Regions from separate parts of the Mus musculus genome. Here region 1 is linked to region 2. A link is a contact called in public HiChIP or PLAC-seq data. All regions are on one chromosome and are shown on one strand. The core of a region is the stretch at or near the end of the contact, and the rest is flanking DNA. Distances in the headings are between cores, read along the strand shown.

What was found. HiChIP or PLAC-seq counts read pairs in DNA pulled down with a chosen protein or histone mark.
Region 1: an H3K4me3 HiChIP or PLAC-seq map of neural progenitor cells shows a contact between it and region 2, with 5 times the contacts expected there. The contact joins the promoter of Xpo4 here to the enhancer-like site in region 2. A contact is called at or near these places in 6 of 39 promoter capture datasets (the 3T3-L1 cell line, the HPC-7 cell line, cranial neural crest and 3 more), 2 of 115 datasets of contacts at active chromatin or transcription factors (astrocytes and neural progenitor cells) and 1 of 9 other capture datasets (pancreatic islet).

What each region holds. Positions count from the first base shown.
Region 1 is chr14:57,663,719-57,667,234 of GRCm38.p6, reverse strand. It overlaps Xpo4 (exportin 4), which reads left to right and starts at 1,997. Exons shown (of 23, transcript NM_020506.2): 1 at 1,997-2,347. The coding sequence starts at 2,279.
Region 2 is chr14:57,114,571-57,118,109 of GRCm38.p6, reverse strand. No RefSeq gene overlaps it. Among named protein-coding and RNA genes, the nearest start is that of Gjb2, 12 kb to the right of the region's middle. Within about 2 kb of position 2,074, at least 46 of the 459 cell types and tissues checked have an H3K27ac peak or open chromatin away from gene starts, as enhancers often do. A contact at or near this core is called in astrocytes and neural progenitor cells, where this site is marked.

The sequences.
Region 1 (3,516 bases), core at 748-3,247, 550 kb before region 2:
CTATTCCTGCACAAACATCATGACCAAGAAGCAAGTTAGGGAGGAAAGGGTTTATTCAGCTTACACTTCCACATTGCTGTTTCTCACCAAAGGAAGTCAGGACTGGAACTCAAGCAGGTCAGGAAGCAGGAGTTGATGCAGAGGTCATGGAGGAATGTTCCTTACTGGCTTGCTTCCCCTGACTTGCTCAGCTTGCTCTCTTATAGAACCCAAGACTACCAGGCCAGGGATGGCACCACCCACAATGGACCCTCTCACCCTTGATCACTAATTGAGAAAATGCCTGACAGCTGGATCTCATGGAGGCCTTTCTTCAAGGGAGGCTCCTTTCTCTGTGATAACTCCAGCTTGTGTCAAGTTGACACACAAAACCAGCCAATATACCAGGTAAGTCTAGATTTGTGTCAAGTTGACAAAAACTAACTAGCACAGTGTATGTTACGGATGCATGAAGGCAGACAAGTGCAGAGGTCAGAGGGCAATTTACAGTCAGTTCTCTCTATTTGCTATGCACTTTAGGATTGAAGTTAGGTCCTCAGGCTAGTACTGAAAGTTCTTTTATCTGCTGAGCCATTTGGCTGGCCCCTGTTCACACAAATCTCAACAGGAAAACCACCATTAACAGCACTTCAACTAATTTTGTCATCTGGTAATGAAATGAAAGACACTTTTATTTCTCAAGCAAAAAAAAAAAAATCTCATTAATTTACTTCTCAAAAATAGTAGAGAAGTCAAAAAAATCCAAACAAACAAACAAAAAACCGATTGGCCATGCCTTTAATCCCAGCACTGAGGAGGCAGAGGGCAGGTGGATCTTTGTGTTTGAGGCTGGCCTGGTCTACAGCGTGAATAGAAAAATCCTGTTAAAAACACAAGAAAAGGGGCTGGAAAGATGGCTCAGCGGTTAAGAGCACTGACTGCTCTTCTGAAGGTCCTGAGTTCAAATCCCAGCAACCACATCGAGGCTCACAACCATCCATAGTGAGATCTGATGCCCTCTTCTGTGGAGTCTGAAGTCAGCTACAGTGTATTTACATATAAAATAAATAAATAAAGGCACTGAGAGTGGGTGGGGTGAAGAGAAGAATTTACATTTGTTTCAATAGAAACAATAGTAATAGAGAGATAGCTTAGTGGTTAAAAGCACTGGCTGCAATTCCAGAGGACTCAGGTTCAGTTCCAGCACCCTTACAATCATCAGTAACTCCAGTTGCTGGGGATTTGACACTCTCACACAGACATACATGCACACAAAACAATGCACATAAAATAAAAAATAAATCATTTAAAAATTAATGCAATTCTATTTCGAAGACACAAAACCTCAAAGGGGCGGAGGGCAGACTTACAAATCTCTGGGAAAACCAGGAAGTCTACAGAAGGAACTCAAAAACGTGGATTTTCCCCAGAAAGCAGAACAGGCAGTCAACAAAACTCAGAAAATGGAGCTGTCAGGTCGAAACATACAAATACTTCAACTAGACCACCTTTTGAACATTGAACTAGCTGATGTCGGGATCACTTTCCTGGACGTAGACTTTGAAAAACAAAACCTTAAAGAACCGGAGAGAAGACAGCGCGTTGAAGTTACTGTAACGCACCTTTCCTCGCAGATTCTGTACTTAGCATTGCTATTATAAACTCCTGAAGTCCAAAGCTGGCGGCAGCTGAGCCCTTACTGACTTCAGGAAGCCAAGTGGTTAGGGAGAGGGTTTCAAAAATCAAGAAAACCAAGCATTTCGTCCACGGATGCCCTTTTCTCACAGCGGAATGAACCGCGGAGCGGGAGGCATGAATTCTGGGCGTAGACGCACCCTTAGGAGAGCGCTTCCAAGGCTAAGAGATCCTGCTCCACACCGGACAGCCTATGGGAGCGAGAGGAAGCTCCCGCACGGGCAGGACACCCAAACCTTAACCCGCAGCTAACGGGCTGCGCGGCTCCGGTCCAGGACCTCGCGGCCCGCACCCAGCAGGGAACCACGCATGCGCAGGCCCCAGACCCGCGCGGGATGCCCGGCCGCGGCTGACAGAGCCAACCGCTCGGCCTCGCCCGGTGCCGGCTGCCGCCGCCCTCCTCCCAGCGCCGCGACCGGGCTCACGCTTGTCTCCTTCCAGCTGCTCAGGAATCGGCGGTCCCGTCAGGCCGCTGGGGGCGCGACGCCGACGGCTGCTGCGACAGCCCGGGAGGCGCGAGAGGCGCCGGGGTCGCGGCGGCGATTGGCCGGCCGCGGCGCCTGCTCCCAGAATGCAGCGCATGGCGCGTCATTGAAGAGAGACCATGATGGCGGCGGCGCTGGGGCCCCCAGAAGTGATCGCTCAGCTGGAGAACGCGGCCAAAGTTCTGATGGTGAGGACGCCGGGTCCGGAGAAACGGGGGATTAGTGGGACTCCGGCTGGCTCTCCCTGGTCAGGCCTGCTGTCCGCTGGGTTGGTGGCCAGGAAGGGCCTTGGGATGAACCCTGAAGTGGAGGTGGTGGTGGCGTGGCGCAGGATTCTCCATCCTACTTTCCTCTTGCCTTGGTTCTTTACTTTCTAGTGCTGTCTCCTTCCCTGACCGCCTTGTTCCTCCGCCTGGCACTGGGGTGTAGTGGTGTAAGATGGAGAGTTTCCTGTGCCGCCAGCTTCGCTCCATACCTCGCTAGGCAGACTGGGTAGCAGAGCAAGGCACAGGGTGAACCCCGCAGGACTTGGGTTAGGGAACATTCTTGGGACTGTGTGCATGACGCTGGGGAGTTGATCCTGTTAGGAGAGGGATGGCATAGTCTGGGTGCTGTTAGCAACCCTCGTTCTCTTGTGGATCGGGTCCCCTAGCTCTTTGCCTGACATGCAGACTGTTCTGGGTAACCGCAGCAGGCGGCACGTGGACGGACCGGCCGGAGGGAGAGAGGCTAATCTTTAGGACCAAGGTCGTTGGGGCAAAACTTGGTTCAAGACCTACTCTTTGTGGGTTTCGCGTTTTGGAAAACTGACTCTGTGGCAGGTTCCCAGGTACTTATTAGCTGAAGTCTAACAACTACCACGAAATAGTTTGGTGAGGGTGTTTGAGCAGGACGAGTCGGTATTATAAACAGGATTTCACATAGGGAGCAAAAGTAAGGAGAAGGATACTGTTTCGTTACTTAGTAAACTGTGTGTCTTATGCTTGCTGGCTCAGCCTGATTTCTTTCTTTCGTTCTTTGTAAATTATGACGATTGCATTTGTAGGGTTTTTTGTTTTGTTTTTAAAATTAGATGTCCATTTTATTACTTGAAATGATTTAGACATTTTAACAACTAAATGCAGCTAGATTTCTTTTTTACCCTACTTTAAGGTTACTGTCAAGGATTCTGTTGGAGCATCCTATTTAAGGATATTTTAGTTAAGGCCTGGAGAGACTGCTCAGTAGTTAAGAGCACGTGTTGCTTTTCCAGAGGACCTGAGCAGGTTCCCAGGTCAGGTAGTCAGTAGTTACCAATTGTAACTCCATTAAGTTTTGTCTTCACATACAATATAAGATGCTTTGGCTTTTAGAAAGT
Region 2 (3,539 bases), core at 825-3,324:
AAGCACTCTTATTACAGGTGCTTGAACTCTTTTGGTGTGTGTGTGTGCGTGCGCGTTCACGTGTGTTTGCACATATGTGTGCAGGGGCATATGCATATGTGCATGGTGGCCAGTAGTTGGTCCCATTTATCTTCAATCCCTCTCCATCTTAACTTGGAGGCAGACTCTCTCGTGGAACCTGGAGCTCACTGTTGCTTCTAGTCTGGCTACTCATCGAGGCAGAGATCTGTCCCAGCCTCCCCAGCCCCGGGATTACAGGCACAGGTCACCATGCCTGGCTTTTTACAGGAGTGCTAGGGATTAAATATAGCCTTATTGATGAGGATGATGGATGATGACTCTTATTAACACTGAAATCTTCTTGCTCTTGGTGTGACATGAGAATGAGTACCAAATGTATTTAGAGCATATGTGGGTTTCACGAAAATTTGTTGTTTGGGTCAATGTTCTCCAAGATCTCCCCTAAAGGCAAAGGGAGGTGGCTCCTGGACACAGTCATTTGGAAGGAAAGTTTGCACTTGCTGTTAGCATTTTGTCTAAGCTCTGCCCCAGAGTTACCTGACAACAGCCAGGTATGCCTGACTCACTATAAAAAGGGGCTTCTTGCCCCCTCCACTCTCATCCCCTTGCTCTTGCCTTCCGGTCCCCACTCTGTCCTCTTGCCCCTTCTCCCCTCCATTCTCTCCCCTGCCCCATGTGCTCATGGCCTGCCTCCTCTCCTCTCTTCTCCTCTCTTCTCCTCTCTTCTTCTCCTCTCTTCTCCTCTCTTCTCCTCTCTTCTCCTCTCTTCTCCTCTCTTCTCCTCTCTTCTCCTCTCCTCTCCTCTCCTCTCCCTCTCTCTTTCTCTCTCTCTCTCTCCTACCCTCTCAACTCCCCTCCCCATGCCCTGAATAAACTCTATACCATTGTCCCTCAGGAGGAAGAGATGCCTCAGCGTGGGCCTGCAGAGGCACCCCCTTCCCCCATACCTCATCACACATCCACCAAAACATATCCCCTCTCTCTTTATCTTTTTATAAACACATCACTTGCCTCCACTGACAACCAAGGTATATGGAGACTCCTTATTGCTGTGGAGACAGAACTAGAGTTCCAGCTCCTACTGTGACCCAGCAGCCCGGTGGGGAGACCACTGGTGGAAGGCCCCTACAATACAACACAGGGTTAGGAAGGCAATCCCTTAGTCCAGACAGACACCATGACATAGGGGCAGAGAGACCTGGTTCCAGTTGGGATGAAAGTCAAGTTCCTACATGTGCTTCCCTGACACACCCTTGGTGGAGAGAGAGCTCACTACAGTCTAATCAAGATAGTCTGGCCTCCCTGGCTCGGCTGGGCCCTTTTTTGGAGTAATGGGTTAAGTTCAGTAGCAGTATCTAGACTCTGTAGACTGTCTCACTAGGCGTCAATTTTCCTGGTTATTTCTGAATTTCTAATTAGTTAATTAGGGGGTTGGGGGGGGAGGGGTTTAGTGGCTTTGTCTGCACCCGTGGGTTTTTGGGATGACTGGATTTCCTGCATCTCTGCCCTCAACACAATCCTCTCTGGTGACTTCTTATTCACATCTGCACTGTCAAGGTCCCCCAGCCTCCAGGGTCTGCTGCTCTTAAAAGCCACTTGCTTGCCCAAGCCTCTGGGCATTGCAGAAACTCTCTCTAACCCTGGACTGTCCGTCCTGCCTGTCTTCTCAGCCCGTCCTCTGGACCAGTTCAAAGTGTGCACGGTGGCAGATTTTCTCTCTGCTCTATGCAAGCCCACTCCTCCACACTCTCCCTTCCAGCCTGCTCCTGGGCTATGTAAGCTTTCTGGAGTTCTCCCTGCTACTTCAGGGGTACTTCTCTTGGGGCTCGGGGGTGGGTGGTGGGTGGTGGCGGAGCTGCTCCATTGTCCCCCGACATGCGTCACATAGTGAGAACCCATAAACGTGTGTTGGATTGATCAGCACCCGGAATACCAATGCTTTCCTTCCCAACTTTTTGGCTGGCTGTTGGGTAGGGACTAAGGCTCATTAGCTTCCTAACCCTTACCGTAGGGACTCCAAGACCAGTAAACAGCTTCCTGCCTGCCAGTACTGCGGTTGCCATGGTTTCTCCCACCCCCTAGGACTACTAGGTGAATGCTGATTGACAAACCCGGGGCTGGCCAAGGCCTTTTCAGGAGGACTTGTGGGGGTTGGGGGTTGGTGCCCTAAAAGAATGTCTTGCAACCCTTCAGCGGGCAGGGCTCAGTGGGAGAGCTGGGGCTTGACAGCCAAGAATCTCTTTAAAGATACTAACCAGGAGCAGAGACTCCATCATTCATCATCTTCTGAAACATGAAGGTACTCGTTAGCCTAGATCATTTCTACGTATGATTTATTAGACAGGCAATAAAATCACCTTTCTCACTTTTCCAAATATTTTTGTGTATTTATGCACTCAGAATTTATGTGGCATTTTGACTCTCAGTTAGCAGGAGCTATTTAACTGTTTACAGTGTTACTTTCAGGTGCCACTGAATTCATTTGTAAAAATACTTTTATAGCTTCTTTTATTTATATATTCATTTATTTTTCTGTCATTCCTTTCCTTCTTTTTGAACCCTATGGGATATATATATATATATTAATTAGAGTCCCAGTTTAGGGGTTTTATGGGATTCCAGAGTGTGAGTCTGTTTTGTTTTGTCCTTTTCTGATGTGTTAGTTTTTGTTTTATCTTATTATTTTATCCCTTAGAAGCCTGTTGGGGGTGGATCCAGCTAGGAGGGAGATGTGGAGGAACTGGGAGGAGTAGAGGGAGGGGAAACCATTATCAGGACATATTATTTGAGGAAAAAAAATCTATTTTCAATAAAAGAAAAAATCTTTTTAAAAATCAATACAACTAGAGACTGGTCATCAGAGTCCATTCAATGTCCCACGCTCAGGAAGGGGGAGGGTAAATTTAACTTGTGGCTCATACCTGTAATCTTAGCACTGAGGAGGCTGAGGCAGGGGTATCAGGATTGGGCTAGAGAGTAAGTTCCAGGCTAACCTGGGCAAGAAAAGGGAAATCCAGTGGGGAATGTATGTTGCTTTCGGAGCCTCTGAATAGCCTCAGGAGAGGGAAGTTTCTTAGCAGTCAAGAGAGTAGCCTAGAGAGTGACATCGTATCTCCAAGCATTAGTGTTTGAGTCAGAGATTATTGTGGCTAAAAAGGTATCAAACTTCTCACCCATGGACCAGATGCACAGGATTTGTGACTTTCTCTGGGGAAAGGTAGAGGTCTTAAGGGTCCTCCAAGGCACCTCTTTCAAAACTGTCCTGGCTAAGCTCATGTGGCTCTGATAGAATACCGTGGACTCCAAGGCTCAGGAACAGTGGAGCTCTAGTTCTTGAAGCTAAGTGGTCCAAGATAAGACACCCACGGATATCCACCGGTGTCCAGTGAGGAGCCCTCTCTTCCTCCAGACAGTGGTTTTTGCCTGTGTCCTCAGGGACATGAGGGATGGGATGAGCTCTCTCCCCTCTCTTCAGAGGATTCCGTTCCACTCCATCGCCTCCTAAAACTTCACATTGA